5 separate regions of the Mus musculus genome follow, and all the other regions are linked to region 1. The links are chromatin contacts, called in public HiCAR-type, HiChIP or PLAC-seq and Micro-C maps. All regions are on one chromosome and are shown on one strand. Each heading gives the region's core, a stretch centred on a gene start, on an enhancer-like site or on the middle of the called end of the contact. The rest is flanking DNA. Distances are from core to core; before and after follow the strand shown. Region 1 holds the start of Crmp1 (collapsin response mediator protein 1). Region 2 holds the start of Zbtb49 (zinc finger and BTB domain containing 49). Region 3 holds the start of Nsg1 (neuron specific gene family member 1). Region 4 overlaps Stx18 (syntaxin 18). Region 5 holds the start of Tada2b (transcriptional adaptor 2B).

Region 1 (2,710 bases), core at 75-2,574:
GAAGGGACAGATGCTGAATCGGCTTCCTACTGTTCCCCAGCAATCCTGATTGCCAGTTTGGACTTGTCTGCCTAGGGGGCTGGCAGCTTGTGAGCCTTCCATCCAGAGAGCACAGCTGAGATTCCTGGGTCCCCAGGGAATCTCATAACCCCTATGCTAGAAAGTCATAAATAAATGAGGGGATCCCAAGTCTCCATACTTCTTCCTGGTTAAAGAAGCCCCTCAAGTCTAGACATTAAGCTCCAGGCATAGTTGGAGTGGGCTGTATTCAGGATGTGGGAGCTGCCCATAGATGGAGGCTATCGTCTGGGTCATTGCCTACTGCCTGTGTGTCTATCCCTGCATATTTGTTTCCTAAGTGTTCTGTTCAAGAGTTCTTCCTTCCCTCGTGTCTGGTAGGGATGTGCACGAATTCCCTATCAGCAGTCTACAGGCCTGTGTGTGAAGGAGCCTTTGTGAGGTTGCTTTTGGTAGTGGTGTGGAAATTCTTTACCCTGAGATGTTGTTGGGCTGTGTATCCAGCACGAGTGTGAGTCATTGGTTCAGTGACAAGTGTCTGGGAGTGTAATGCTAACATGACCTCCTTGCTATGGGATAGGAACCTCTGTTCCTGAGTGCTGCAGGCTGCATTCTCTATCATACCTTTTAGAAGCTGGCCCTTGACACCAGGGATTTCATTCTACTCTTAGTCCTGTGCCCAGCACCTACACTAGTGCCAGATCCTATCAGGCAATCAGTGTAGTAGTGTCGAGTGAGCCAATGGGGAGTTGGATGTGTATGCCTCTGACTGTGCATCTAAGATCATTTAATTTTTGTATGATTTTTGGTGGTGCGTGGGGTTGCCTGACAGGGAATCTCTGGTGTGCGCGCGCGAGCGTGTGTGAGCGTGTGCGTGTGTATCTATGGTGTGCTAGCTGTCTGGAGGGAGCGCGGAGGTACCTGATTTGGGTGTATGTACCATGTACAGACATGCTGATGTCTGTGCAACTCTTGTTTGTGAGGTGAAGCTTAACCGTGTGTACGTGCGTGTGTGTATGTGTGTTGTGCACCCGCGCACCGCCCCCACCCCGTCTCTGCCCGCGCCCTGCGCTCCTTCTAGAGGCGGAGAGCCGGGTGCGTGGAGGGCACTGCGGCTCGGCCGCCCGCCCTCCGCGCTGCGGCTACTGCACGTCACCATCCTCCCCGCCCCGGCCGCTGTCCCCGCCTCCACGGTCCTTTGTAGCTGGCAGTGGCGCTGGTCTTGGTCACCGTAGGCTCCGCCCCGCCCCGGCCACGCCCCTCGCGGGCCACGCCCCGGCCCTTCCTCCCTCCCTCTTTGCCCGACCGCAGTCGCGCTTGGGCCGCCGCGGGCCCGCACCGAGGCGCTCAGCGCGGAGCCAGCGGTGGCGAGAGCTGACCGCCGGAGACGGGGATGGCGGAGCGGCGGCGCGCGTGGAACACGGAGGACGACCTGCCGGTGTACCTGGCGCGGCCAGGCAGCGCGGCGCAGACCCCGCGCCAGAAGTACGGCGGCATGTTCGCCGCCGTGGAGGGCGCCTACGAGAACAAGACCATCGACTTCGACGCCTACAGCGTGGGCCGCCGCGGCTCCGCGCGCACACCACGCAGCGCTGGCCGGCCCGACGCCGTGGGCCTGCCGTGCCCCGGCGGCAGCGAAGACACGGCCAGTGATGTGAGCGAGCCCTCGGGCTCTGCTGTCAGTTCGCCAGGCGATCGCGATGACAGACCGCCAGCGTTGCGCATCCGATGTCCTGCGCCCCGCGACCTGCCACTCGGCCGGGACAATGGCCAGGTACCCTCGGGGCACGTGGGCCGGACGTGGGGGGCGGGGCCCTTGGAGACCCAGGGCTTGGGTGGCGCGAGGGCGAGTGTGGGGGCCCCGCTGCCACCAGGTTCTGGGGGACTGCTACGGCCCCTCCCCCACATCATCCTACAAGAGGTTCAGAGAGGTTGTAGGATAGGCCAGGGTTGGCCAGCATAGCCTCAGAAAGCCAAGCCAGGTTCTGAGAGGGGAAGTAAGTTGCTGCAGCTGCCGCTAAGGGACCTGTAAGGTGAATTTAAGCCTCGTTCACCTTCTGGGGTTCTGTGAAAAGGTGAGCATTCTCTGTCTTCTTCCATCTATCTATCCGCTCACCCAGTGATCGTGGACGCTTAGGCTGCACTTGGCTCTGGGAGAGGTTCACGGAATGACTCTGTTCATACAGCTGCTCCCGCCCCTCCCTGGGGGGACGATGTGGTTAAGGGTTCAGATGCTGGGCAGTAAGAAATCATCCAGGACACTCCTGGATGTGTAAATTGGAGGCGAACCCGGGATTTGAACCCAGGCGTATGGACTCCCCGACTTCCGAAAGTGAGGAGGGACCTCAGGAAAAGACATGACCAGGGCTTGGGCTTTAGAGATTTTCTTCCCTAAGTTGGAATTTACCAGGGAATACGGATGGTCAGACAGAAGAGTCCTGGACAGGGTGGGTGAGGTCAGAGCCACGTGTCTGGGAAACAGAAGTTGGAGCAGCTCTGGGAAGCTGTCCCTTGAGCTCTGGGCTGGGCTGGCTCGGCAGCCTGGCCCCACCCTCCAGAAGTTCCCTGGCTGGGGAGAGAGAGCTGTGGACTCATTTCAAGAATTAAGTTCAATCAGGTCGAGAGTGATCAATAAATGCTTGCTATGGAGTTTTATCATCATTCTCGGTTTAATTAATTAATTCGCCCTTTC
Region 2 (2,710 bases), core at 126-2,625, 980 kb after region 1:
TGGGGAAAAGCTTGGATGAGGTAAATGAAGGGAAGAGGAGCCCACACCAGAATTTTAACCAAAAGGCTCCCACGGCAGAGTTTGGTGGGGTAATTCTGTCAGGCAGTTAACACTGGTGGATGATTTGTGGGAGGTTTGCCCTGAAGCTGTTTATATCAAGCTTTACAGGGGTCCTTAGGCGTTGTTAACTACTGTGCCTATCTTTATGCCTTTTTCTGAATGTATGTGCAGATATATGTGCATGTTTTGTGTAGACAAGGGTGCATATGTGTGGAGGCCAGAAGCCAGCCTCAGGCATTGTTCCTCAGGAGTCGTCCACCTTGTTTTTTTTTGAGAAAGGGTCTCTTACTGAGGTGTGAGGCTCACTGATTTCAGGAATCCACCTATCGCCACCTCCCCAGTGCTGGTGTTACAAGGGCATACCACCTAATGGGCTCTTTATGCATTCCGTTGCGTTCTCCAGAACCTCAGAATTTGAATACCTGTAGCAATTACACCCTTAAGAAGGCAACTGTATTTTAAAAATTAAAAAGAGCCTCTTCGGATGGGTTCTGTGGCAGAAATGCCTGAGCTGCGATGGCACAGAGGGAAGACTGTGTGGGGATACAGCAAGAGTGACCACCAGTAAGCCAGGACAGTCCTCTAAAGCAAGCAAACCCGATGACACCACATTCATGGCCCGCCGTCCTCTAGAAGTGTGAGAAACTAAAGCTCTCTCATCTGAACCACCTCATCTGTTGTCCCTTGCTTTAGGAGCCACAGCAAACAGGAGACGTCTCTGTCACCAACAAACGCCCACGCCTGGGTTGAGGTTTCTCACAATACTGTTCATAGCCTGCTGGACGTTCATTCAGTCATTTAAGCAACAGTGCCCACTAACGTATACCAGATGCTGTCTTTCCCACAGAGGCGCGCCCAGCACCTGCCGTGGTCCCGAGGAGTAGGCGCTGCAGTAATAGCATCCTACAGATGGAACACCATGGCACCTAGGATCACGCGGTGAGTGAGGCAGGGGGCGGCTTAGGGGCCCGGGGAAATAAGCGCCTCTCCTATCTCGGGGCGACGCAGACACCAAGAGCGGCGCAGACCGCAGCAAGGGTGACTGCAGGAAGGAGGAGGCCCGGCTCCGGTGCCCGGAGCTTAGCTTTGTGCTCCGCCGAGCCCCATCACACAGCGCTGCGAGTAAGCCGCGCGCACCCTACCCGCGCCAACCCACGGGAGTCGAGTGTCCCGGGCCGCCTTACCCGCGGAGGCCGCTCTCGCCCGGCCGCCTCCCTGACACCCTTTCTCGTCGCACTCTCGGTGTCAACTGCAGGACTCCAACCGCCTCGGAACCATTCCGACAACGCCCCCTCGGCAGCTCATCGGCAACTTCCGCCGCCGTCACTTCCGTCTGGGAGGGGCGTGGCCTCTGCGCGCACGCGCGTTGGCGCGCGCCGCCGGGATTGAGTTCTGCGCGGGGTGGCTGGGCGAGCCGGTGGCGGTGCTACGCTGGGTGGCTGCCGCTCCACGTGCTCCCGGCGGCCGGTTGAGACCGTTGGCGGGGTCGGCTGACAGGTGAGAACTGCTTGGAGCCCCGGGACATGGAGGAAGGGCGATGGTGGCATGGCTGCCTTCCTTGAGGACTCGCTCGCGGGCAAAACCTAGCCTTTTGAGTTCCTGGAGATATTGCATCCCGGTTTTTAGTCCGGCACTCGGGGCCGGCCAGATGGTACGGTTAGTCCTCAGCGCACAGGGCTTATAGACCTGCTGGCTGATGGGGAGAGGGCTTTTCTCTGAGGCTCGAGAACTAGGTCCGGAGGAAGGACCTTATGGCTCCTGGAGCTCAGAGGACCAAAGACCTAAGTGCCCGCGAACCCCCAAATATCGATCTAGATACAAGCTACTTAACCTAGTGGTGCCCAGCTCCACGTCTGTCCAAAAGGGATACCAGAGAATCTAATTTAGGGTGTGTGTGAAGTTTACAGGGGTAAAAGGCTTGGCGTATAGTGGTTGCTCAGCATGTGTCAGGATTTTTCCTGCAGCAGCTACCTCCTAGGAGATAGAGGTAAGAGAGATGATAGGGGTCTATGTGCCCGAAAGCCTAGCTTCTGCCCAGCGAAGCCCAGGGATATGAAGCCTGCTCAAATTGTGTCAAGAGTTTAGTGTCTACCGTAGTGCCTAACACCTGCAAGTTATTCATATGAAGCTGTGGTGAGGAGACTTGAACTGCCTCTACCGAAGCAGGGGCATGGCTTGGATTCTTTGAGCTTCAGTGGAAACATGTGGCCCACTCATAGTCTTCCCCTGGGGTCCCAAGAGGGTGGAGATATGTGCTGTTTTTTTATCTTTTAGTGTACCTGTGATTTCTAGGAATTCTGGAAGGAGCTTGTGCCTAGTTATAGTGGGCCGACTCCCTATTTCAGAGATGGGGAGAAATTGAAGTTTAAAGGGAGCAGTTGCCTGCCTGGCCTTTAAGATGGCCTGGTTTTAGGGCAAATATTGTCTCTGTGTGTACATGAGTTAAACAAGTGATAGTCCAGTCTGTAAAGTGCTTGACACACAAGCATGAGGACATGAATTTCCATGCCCAGAACCCAGGTTAAAAAGCAAGATGTGGTGACAGAACCCTGTGGCTCTCTATCCAGCTCGCTTAATAAACTCCCAGTGAGAGAGAGAGAGAGAGAGAGAGAGAGAGAGAGAGACAAGGTAGGGGGCTGGAGGCATGGCT
Region 3 (2,710 bases), core at 153-2,652, 920 kb after region 1:
ATGGCTTGAAAACGATGCCCCGCTGGATGTAGTGTTTAAGAGAGGAGTCTTTAAGTCAGGGGAAAAAAATACCATCAGGATAAAGATGGTCCTGGTTACACTAGCATTGCCAAGCTCGAGCTCAGATCTGGAGATGTCACAAAAGGAACAAAGAGGAATCAGCACACACCCAGTGAGGCAAGTGGAGCTGAAACCCCCGCACAAGGAAAGCATAAGGACCAGCTAGCTCCCTAAGATCACTCCTGACCCCCCATACCAACAAGCAACGCTCTCACAAGACTCCCCCAAATCAAGAGGGGGACTTCCACTGAGGAGTCTTGCCGAGACAAAGGTGTCATCTAAGGCGGGGGAGGGGGGTCTCCAGCATCACCAAACCCATAATCACGAGGGTACATTGTGCTCTCCCTGCCTTCCTCCTCCTGGCTGAGCCCGCCTCCACCTCTCCACGCGCACAAGGCGTTTCTTTTGTTTCAGTTGCAGCCGAAGATTTAGGGGTGCACACTCAGCAGCGCGGGAATGTCGCGGGGGGCTCATACCTTATCTGGGGGTGGGAACTGCAGCTGGTTGACATCGAGGGGCGTCATCAAAGGAATGGTGTCGAAGCCATCCTCCAGCAGTGGCTGCTTGGTGCCCTTCTCTGCGAAATTATTCCCCAACTTCACCATGGTTGCGAAAGACACGAGGCTGCGGCCTGCGGAGGGAGGGCCGCGCGGGGGTCAGGGCGAGCCGTGGCCCGACCGGGCGGGGCACAGCCAGAAGGACTCCGCACACCCACCCGCTGTCTCCGCGGTCGCTGTCCCCGCCTTATCTCCCCAGAGAGGTAGCAGGGACGCGGCGATCTAGCCAGATCAGAGTCTCAGGCTGTGTATTGACTAACATTTCTAGACTCCCATCCCGCAGGGCGCATCACGGCCGGGTAAGGGGACGCTACCCGTGCCCAGCCTTTCTGGACGCGTACCCTGTCGGGTGGCACTGGCCTCCTGCAGGTCTCCCGCGGCCCTCTGCTTGAGAGATGCTCCTCTGCCCTCCCCGTTCGCCACCCGCACTCACCCCACGCCTGGCTCCGGAAGATCTGGGCTCCAAGCGCGCTCCGAGGCTCAGTGTCGCCCGCTCCCGCGCACAGCAATGGCGGAGGCGGCGCCGCGGCCGGGGGATCGGCGATTGGGTTCTGTGCCTCCCGCCTCCGCGCGCCGCCTCCTTCCTGCCGTTCCCGGGGGCCGCGCGCGGGAGTGCGCGTGGGGCCGCGCGGATGCGCCTCCGCCTTGACGCAGCGCCGCCCGCGCGCGGATCGGTCGCACAAAGGAGCACGCGACTGCAGTGGGGGTCCCCCGGGGACCCCGCGCGCTCCCCGACCGGAGGAAGGAGAACCTGAGACTCCCAATGCCCGACTAAGGGAATACCCGAGCGGGCTGCGCAACCCTGGGGCGGCGGCCGAGCGCGGGGAGATTGGGGGGAAGGAAGGGAAGGAGGGAGGAGGAGATAATGGGAAGCCAGGGAGCCCCAAAGGTGGATGAAGGCAAGGTGCCGGCCCACTGTCAATCAGATCTGAAGGATGACAAAGATTTTCGGAGGACAGTGTAGGTGATACACCTCGGTGGCTCTTAGTGTGAGGCTAAGTGGGAGAGGGAAGGAAAATGAGGGCGGGTCCCTATAAAAAGAGGGAGATTGCAGGATGTGAGGTAGTGCTGTCCCACTAGGGATGCATGCCTAGAGTGTGGGAACAAGAGGCCAGGTGTTCAGAGCTCAAAGTTCTGCTCAAGAGGCAGACTAGCCAAAGCTGTCAGTGGTCAAGGCGGAAGGGGAGGTGGGAATCTCCCGACCGCAGCTGCAGTCCGCATGGATAGCATAGAGACCCAAAAGGAAGAATGAGGTTCTAGGCTGACCGGTGCCCCAGGCGGCCACCCTAATGAAGGCCACTGCACTTTACAGACCTCTAGTCGGCCTTGTTTGCAGGATGCAGGATAGGGAAGACTACTTGGATGTGAAAGCGAAGCTACAAAAGGAGTAGGGCTGAGGGCCGGCGCGGGAGGAGCAGCGCCTCATCATCTGCGGCCATCATTCTGTTCCCCAGAGAAACCTGGAGAATAACAGAAACCTTCAACAGCAGCCTATATAGGTCCAAATTCCAGACTCTCCAGGAGGGCCCCTTCTTTAAAGGGGTGGGGGGAGGTTTGCCCGGGTTTCTCTGCCCAGGCCTTGACAAGGTCCCGGATGCCATTGAGTCAAGTCAGGTCAGCCTGACTAGGGCCCAGAGTCTCATCTCGGGTGCCTTTCTGGGCTTCTCCAGGCTGAGGGAAGGGCTTGAAGACACCTGTCTGACATCAGGTTGTCCTCTTGGCAGCTGAGAAAGGAGTTTGAAACCACCCAGGCACTAGCCTGCAGGCATCACGGGGCCTACCAGTCAGACTGTCTAGTTTGTGTAAGAGAAAGGCTTTATCTCTATCTCAGTCTCCAGCCTTTTCACGGCACTAGCCTACTCTGCAGTCAGAATCCTCACAAGAGCAATAGGATCACACCCTCTCCCTCCAAGACAGCCCAGGATCAGGCTATCCCCTAGACAGCCAGGGTTATGCCGCGACTTGCTGGCCTGGGGATTGCACATTACTTCTGTGTGGTTTTCTTTGCTTGTATCTGAACCCCATGAAGGGCATCAGAAACACAAAGTGCGCAAGACACACTGCCACCTTTCAAGGACAAAGCCTCAGCTCCT
Region 4 (2,710 bases), core at 139-2,638, 850 kb after region 1:
TGCTGTCCGGGCTGCTCAGCCTCTGCTGTACATCAATCAGTGAGTCCTTTTGGTTTGCATTCACACTAAGAACACAGCATGTTTGTTTTCTGGGGGCTATTTGTTTTGTTTGGGGGCTAGGAGCTTACTAATAGGAAGGAAGCCATACCTTTCAAGTTGTTAAGTCAGCTGCTAGTTCCCTGAGCTCTAGGTCACTGTGCCCTCCCACAGAACACACTACTCATCTTTGTTCAGTGTTCAGCCAGCCCTACTGTCTGCCATTCAAGACTATGGGAAGTTACATTACAAGGGTGAGACTAGAAAAAGTAATGTCTGGTGTACATGGTTCCTGTGTGTTTCGTAGAAGATGCATTGAATTCTGGGAGCCATTCTGTAGTAGAACAAGCTGGTTCTCAGTTGGAGTCCAGAACAGACCCAGACTGGCAGCACTTTACATACACAGCCGATGAGGATCAGATTCAGTCAGCTGGCCTCAGGACGATTTTCGAAGACACAGAGAGAGGAGAATCATGGTGCCACAGGTAGAGCCTCTGTGGACCCAGTAACTGAGTGGTCAGTGATGGGAAAGACAAGGGTATGATCAGGAGCCTGCTAAGAGCCAGGCACTGAGGTGCAGGAAGGGGCCAGCTTCTATAGCAGATACTTAGCAAGGTGAGTAGGCAGAACTCACAGGTATGGTTTAACTGGTGGGCATAATGGAGGCCTGTGATTTTCTGGCTTGGGACTTGAGAGAGAGGAAGTGAGAGAGAATATCAAGTCTTTAGGGTGATGGGACAACTGTGAGTGAGCTAGAGTAGAGTAGAGTGGTTGCTCTAGTGTCCTTCCAGGACATACTTCCTTTGATGCACCAGTGAAGTGTCCAGAAGACAACTGGAACGTAGAGAGAGTGGGCCTGGGTGGATATTTTATAGGCTTGTGAATAAAGTTGTGATTGGAATGAGTCTACCCAAAATGGAAAGTGTCCAGCCAAGGGCTGAACTCTGGAAGCAGGTTATACAGCTTAGTGCAAGCAGAGGGCAGTCCTCAATGGTAGCCATGCTGCGAAAGCTCAGGAGACGGCCTGGGGGAAGGAGAGGTGCTGTGAGGATTGTAAAGGAACCACCCAGAAGCCTCTAGTGCAGTGGTTCTCAACCTTCTTAATTTTTGTGACTTCAGTGGGGTCCATGCACTCCAGATGCGTGCTAGTCTGTGATTTCTCAGGCATTTGTGGTCATTTCCTTTTCTGTTAAGACTGAAGTTAGTAGTTCCCAGGTTAAGCCTGGGAACCAATCCTTGTGAAAACTCACTCTGGTTTATCAGAAGCTGGCAAGCTCTCATACCACAGCACCAGCCCTTCTGGTCATGCTGTACCCTAACTGACAGGGCAAGCTGTGTTCACTGACTGAATGAAAAATAAATAATGCTTTTGTGTTAAGAGAACTTTTTACAGTATGCCAGGGGATCCTACTGGAGTCTCTTTAATCTTGAACAATGCTTGCTTCTTTCAGAGGCAAATTATGCAGATCGGTACTTAGTGTTCTGAACTTTATCAAGTCTTTGTTGGTAGTATTGTGTGTGCCTGCAGAACACAGTTCCTACCATCTTGAGCAGGGGAGAAGGCTACAAGTCAGACCACTGCTGTGATCAGAAAAAGACACTGTCTACTGCTTTGAACTGCCCAGCATCAATAGAGCAGCCATTCTGACGAGTCTCACAATTTGGCACAGGGCTTTACTTTTAGTTTATCTTGCTTTGGATAATTTGCAAAGTACACACAGAGGAGCAGATAGCCAAGCTGTTGAGTAGATGACACATAAACAAAGCTGGAGCTGCCGCCACACTGTCAGATGGCAGCCACGTTCCTCTAAACACCTTTTGTGCCCAATACCATATTGTAAAAACTTTCCAAATTCATCCAGAGTACACATGTAGGTGTAAAACAATGTCCTTTAAATTTCAGCCAGTGCATAAAAATTAACTTGAAGGAATCCTTTGATTCCAACTAAAAGAAAGAACCAGAAAAGTTTAAAAGCCCGTGGGGGGAAATGGCAGTCTTGGATGAACTGGTATTGCTTCTGCTTTAAGGTTCATGCTGCCATCTAGTGGACAGGGGAAAGGTGTGCAGCTAACTCACTGAGAATTTTCATACTCACTATACTTCTTGAATAGGAAAAAACAACAACACCAAAAAACAAACAAACAAACAAAAAACCAAAAACAAGTCAGTGTGAAGGACTAAATTGAAGAGGTAGGAGTGGTGGCCACACCTTTAATCCTTCATTTTTGGAGGAAAGACAAGCATGTTCCTGTGGGTGAGGCCATCCTGGTCCACAGTGCATGTCATAGGCCAATCAGAAGAATCGCTTTACCAAATCTTGCATGAGGTGTGATAGACCATGCCTGTGCAGCTCATACTTTTCCCCATCAGACTTAATAGTGAGATTTGACAACGCAGCTTGCACAGGAAAGAGGCAGACCATGAGGAAGCAGCTGTGGTAACGAGAAACCGTGCCCAGTACGGACTCAGGGCTGAGCTTGAGCTTGAGATCTGTATACTCAGTATGTGACCAGAGATGTGTTAGTTTTCTTCTACAAAGGTCGTGTTCCCAACTGGCTATGGGAACAGTGGTGATCAGTGCAAATGGCAGGGCCCTTGGAACAAGAAAGAAAATGTGTTTGAGAGTGGTTGGACAAACCACTCAGGGTTGGACAAACTCCATCAGTGCTTGTT
Region 5 (2,710 bases), core at 124-2,623, 760 kb before region 1:
CAGGAGGGCAGTAGGGTTGGAGTAGGGGAAGCTCGGGGAAGCTAGGGTCAGAGGGCCCTAACATACCAGGGAAGAGTCTGGACAGGAGAGGGTCATGCCGAGCTCCCTGCTTCTCTGAAAGCTTGAAGATGTGACATATTCTTGGAGGCAATGGTGACAATGCAGCCAGATCTCATCCCTAACATAGGTGAGGAATAGAAAGGAGAGCTCCTTAGAGACAGCCAGAGAACAACCAGGAGCCCAGCACACTATCTGGCTGGCACACATGAAGGCTCTTACTACCAGTGAGCTACCTCTACAGAAACCTGACAGCTAGAAAGCAGACCCCAGGATCCATGCCTCTTCAGGAACACGCCTTTGTTCATTCTTTACTGTCCACCCATCACACCATGTCCTGGGTGCTGTGGAGACTAAGACTTAAACAAGATACTGCTACTCATTGAGAACCTTAGCACAGGGCACATGCTGACACCCACAGAAAGCACACGAAGCCCTGAATGCAGACTAAGTGCAGGCGGGACGGGCAGCCCCAGGCTTCTGGCCTTCCCCACCACTATGCCCAGGAGAACACAACCGTACTAGGGGAACTCAGCAAAGGACAGTGGGATCTAGCTTGCTGCCATCTGACTCAAGGATAAGCCTGGCAACGCACAGGGCCTACCCTCTACCCGCGTTCAATGCACACCTCTTGAGGACGAGTGTGAAGGGCAGACAGCTCCGTGTCGGGGCAATGGGTCAAGGCCCTGCTCTACCAGCTGTGTGACCGCTGGTGACCAACACGTTCCGGACACAACCATCCGACCACCTGCGGCCCTCCGCAACGTACACCGAGCCAGCCAGCCATGCCCTCCCTTCTAGCCGTAGCCCGCCGCTCACCCAGTTGCCGAAGCCGAACTGCTCGATGGCGTCCAGCAGCAGCTGCTCCTCGCGGCTGGTCCAGCCGCCCTCCGCCTCAGGACCCCAGAGTGTGAATCGTCCGCCGTCTACCAGCTGGTAGCCGTGGTAGCGGCGGTGGTGGCCGATCTCCGCGCCGGCCGAGAAGCACTCGGGGCACAGCTCGATGTCCTGGCACTCTGTGCAGCGGAAGCGCAGCGGGCTCACCTCGGCCAAGCAGTACACGCAGTACTTCTTACCCAGCTCCGCCATCTTCCCCCGCTCGCCCGCCGCCCGGCCCGCAGCCGCCGCGCCCCCGGCCGTCAGCGCCCCGCCGCCTGCCGGGCTCGCTGCGCCCGCCGCGCCCGTGCCGCTGCCGGCCGCTGCCACGGCCGCCCCCGCCCAGGCGCCGCCGGAGCCGGCCAGGCGGGCCGCGTCCCGCCTCAGCACGCAGGCGCCCTCCGGCCCGGCCCGGCCGCCGCCGCCGCAGCCGCTGTCTCCCCGCCGCATCGCGCAGGCGCCCCCCGCGCGCCCTCTCGCGGACAGCCGAGTCTTTGCTCTGCGCCTGCGCGCCGGCGCCTCCCGCGGCCTCATGGACTGGAGGAGCCGCGAGGCCCCGCCCTAAGCCTGTCAGCCGGCGGGGCGCGGACCGGAAGTAGGCCGTGCGGGCCACGCCTCTCGGGAACCAGCGTCCAATTAGCGCCTCCCTTCACCTGTTCGCAGATCTTCATTGGCCTAATATTGCCGGGAGGTGGAGAGAAATGGAAGGCGGGTGACCAATCGCGGGGCCCACCGCGCGCCCTGGTTGCCCCGGGAAACCTAACAGCAGGCATCAGCCGGCCTCAGAGCGGGGCCGGCGGGTCGAAAATGGACAGCCACTACGGGGACATCGAGGGCAAAGACCGAGCCGAGGAAGGCCTGGCCAGGCAGTCGCTCGAGATCAAGGTTAGCTCCGAACCTCTGACTCCGGCCAACCCTGTAGAGCAGGAGCCAGAGCCGAAGCCAGAGCCGGAGCCGACGCAAGGGCGGGAGCCTGAGAGCGAGACCCAGCCGGTGTCGGACAGCTCAAAAGCGAAGGATTCGGAGGGGATCGATTACGCGCATGTTGAGGTCCCGGAAAGTCCGGGGGCCGCTGAGACCGCGGGCGAGGCCGTGTCCCGAGAGCCAGAGAGTCTGCCACAGACCCAGCCCAAGACCAAGCCGGAGTCCAAGGAACCAGAGGACAAAGACGAAGACGAGGATGAGGACGAGGATGAGGACGAGGACGAGGACGAGGATGAGGATGAGGATGAGGATGAGGGAGAGGAACGGGACAGGCCAGAGAAGCCGAAGGGCAAGGGGAAGAGGGAGAAGAGGAAGGAGTCACGGTTCCGGCCATCTCTACCGCTGACCACAATTGTTGAGGAGGGGGCTGCCCCAGGCCCACAAGCTGCGAAAGAGAAAGCAAGGGAGTCACTGAAGAAGAGAGACAGTGAAGAGATCGAGGGGACAGATCGAGAACGACACAAAAGCACAGAAGAGCAACTTCACCCTGGAGAGGCCAAGGAAGAGGAGAAACAAAAAGGGGCGTCCACTGAAGAGTTTGAGTGGACAGCGGACATGCAGAAGCTGCAAGAGCAGCAACTGCGCGGCGAGCTGGTGGAACAGTACCACTCCCTGCTAGTGGAGCGGAACCGTTATCAGCGCTACAACATGTACCTACAGCAGAAGATTCACGAGACCCTACGCAAGAAGGGGCTGGAAGCAGCGGCGGAACCTGGGGACAAGAGCGCTGAACCCGAATCTCCCGAGAAAGAGCAAGCATACTTGCGCTATCTGGCCATGCTGGAGGAACTGA

The links. A called contact is a pair of places that touch in the nucleus more often than the background predicts. HiCAR-type assays count read pairs that join an accessible place to other places. HiChIP or PLAC-seq counts read pairs in DNA pulled down with a chosen protein or histone mark.
Region 2: a HiCAR-type map of embryonic stem cells shows a contact between it and region 1, with 4 times the contacts expected there. The contact joins the promoter of Zbtb49 here to the promoter of Crmp1 in region 1. A contact is called at or near these places in 5 of 39 promoter capture datasets (the SN4741 cell line, embryonic stem cells, frontonasal cranial neural crest and 1 more) and 5 of 115 datasets of contacts at active chromatin or transcription factors (astrocytes, embryonic forebrain, embryonic stem cells and 1 more).
Region 3: a contact with region 1 is called in an H3K4me3 HiChIP or PLAC-seq map of forebrain, with 4 times the contacts expected there. The contact joins the promoter of Nsg1 here to the promoter of Crmp1 in region 1. A contact is called at or near these places in 7 of 39 promoter capture datasets (cranial neural crest, embryonic stem cells, frontonasal cranial neural crest and 3 more), 2 of 484 Hi-C or Micro-C datasets (cortical neurons and embryonic stem cells), 10 of 115 datasets of contacts at active chromatin or transcription factors (astrocytes, craniofacial prominence, embryonic forebrain and 5 more) and 1 of 9 other capture datasets (embryonic stem cells).
Region 4: an H3K4me3 HiChIP or PLAC-seq map of forebrain shows a contact between it and region 1, with 4 times the contacts expected there. The contact joins the enhancer-like site here to the promoter of Crmp1 in region 1. A contact is called at or near these places in 1 of 39 promoter capture datasets (cranial neural crest), 5 of 115 datasets of contacts at active chromatin or transcription factors (astrocytes, embryonic basal ganglia, embryonic stem cells and 2 more) and 1 of 9 other capture datasets (embryonic stem cells).
Region 5: a contact with region 1 is called in a Micro-C map of embryonic stem cells, with 3 times the contacts expected there. The contact joins the promoter of Tada2b here to the promoter of Crmp1 in region 1. A contact is called at or near these places in 1 of 39 promoter capture datasets (hippocampal neurons) and 2 of 484 Hi-C or Micro-C datasets (both in embryonic stem cells).

What each region holds. Positions count from the first base shown.
Region 1 is chr5:37,240,734-37,243,443 of GRCm38.p6, forward strand. It overlaps Crmp1 (collapsin response mediator protein 1), which reads left to right and starts at 1,325. Exons shown (of 14, transcript NM_001136058.2): 1 at 1,325-1,792. The coding sequence starts at 1,412.
Region 2 is chr5:38,219,079-38,221,788 of GRCm38.p6, forward strand. It overlaps Zbtb49 (zinc finger and BTB domain containing 49), which reads right to left and starts at 1,376. Exons shown (of 8, transcript NM_029162.3): 1 at 1,245-1,376. Lyar (Ly1 antibody reactive clone) reads left to right here and starts at 1,404. Exons shown (of 9, transcript NM_025281.3): 1 at 1,404-1,557.
Region 3 is chr5:38,158,341-38,161,050 of GRCm38.p6, forward strand. Nsg1 (neuron specific gene family member 1) reads right to left here and starts at 1,403. Exons shown (of 5, transcript NM_010942.4): 1 at 1,051-1,403; 2 at 537-691. The coding sequence starts at 665.
Region 4 is chr5:38,089,148-38,091,857 of GRCm38.p6, forward strand. All of the region lies in intron 1 of Stx18 (syntaxin 18), which reads left to right. Among named protein-coding and RNA genes, the nearest start is that of Stx18, 51 kb to the left of the region's middle. Within about 2 kb of position 1,389, at least 13 of the 459 cell types and tissues checked have an H3K27ac peak or open chromatin away from gene starts, as enhancers often do. A contact at or near this core is called in forebrain, where this site is marked.
Region 5 is chr5:36,482,912-36,485,621 of GRCm38.p6, forward strand. It overlaps Tada2b (transcriptional adaptor 2B), which reads right to left and starts at 1,374. Exons shown (of 2, transcript NM_001170454.1): 1 at 877-1,374. The coding sequence starts at 1,146. Ccdc96 (coiled-coil domain containing 96) reads left to right here and starts at 1,677. Exons shown (of 1, transcript NM_025725.3): 1 at 1,677-2,710. The coding sequence starts at 1,741.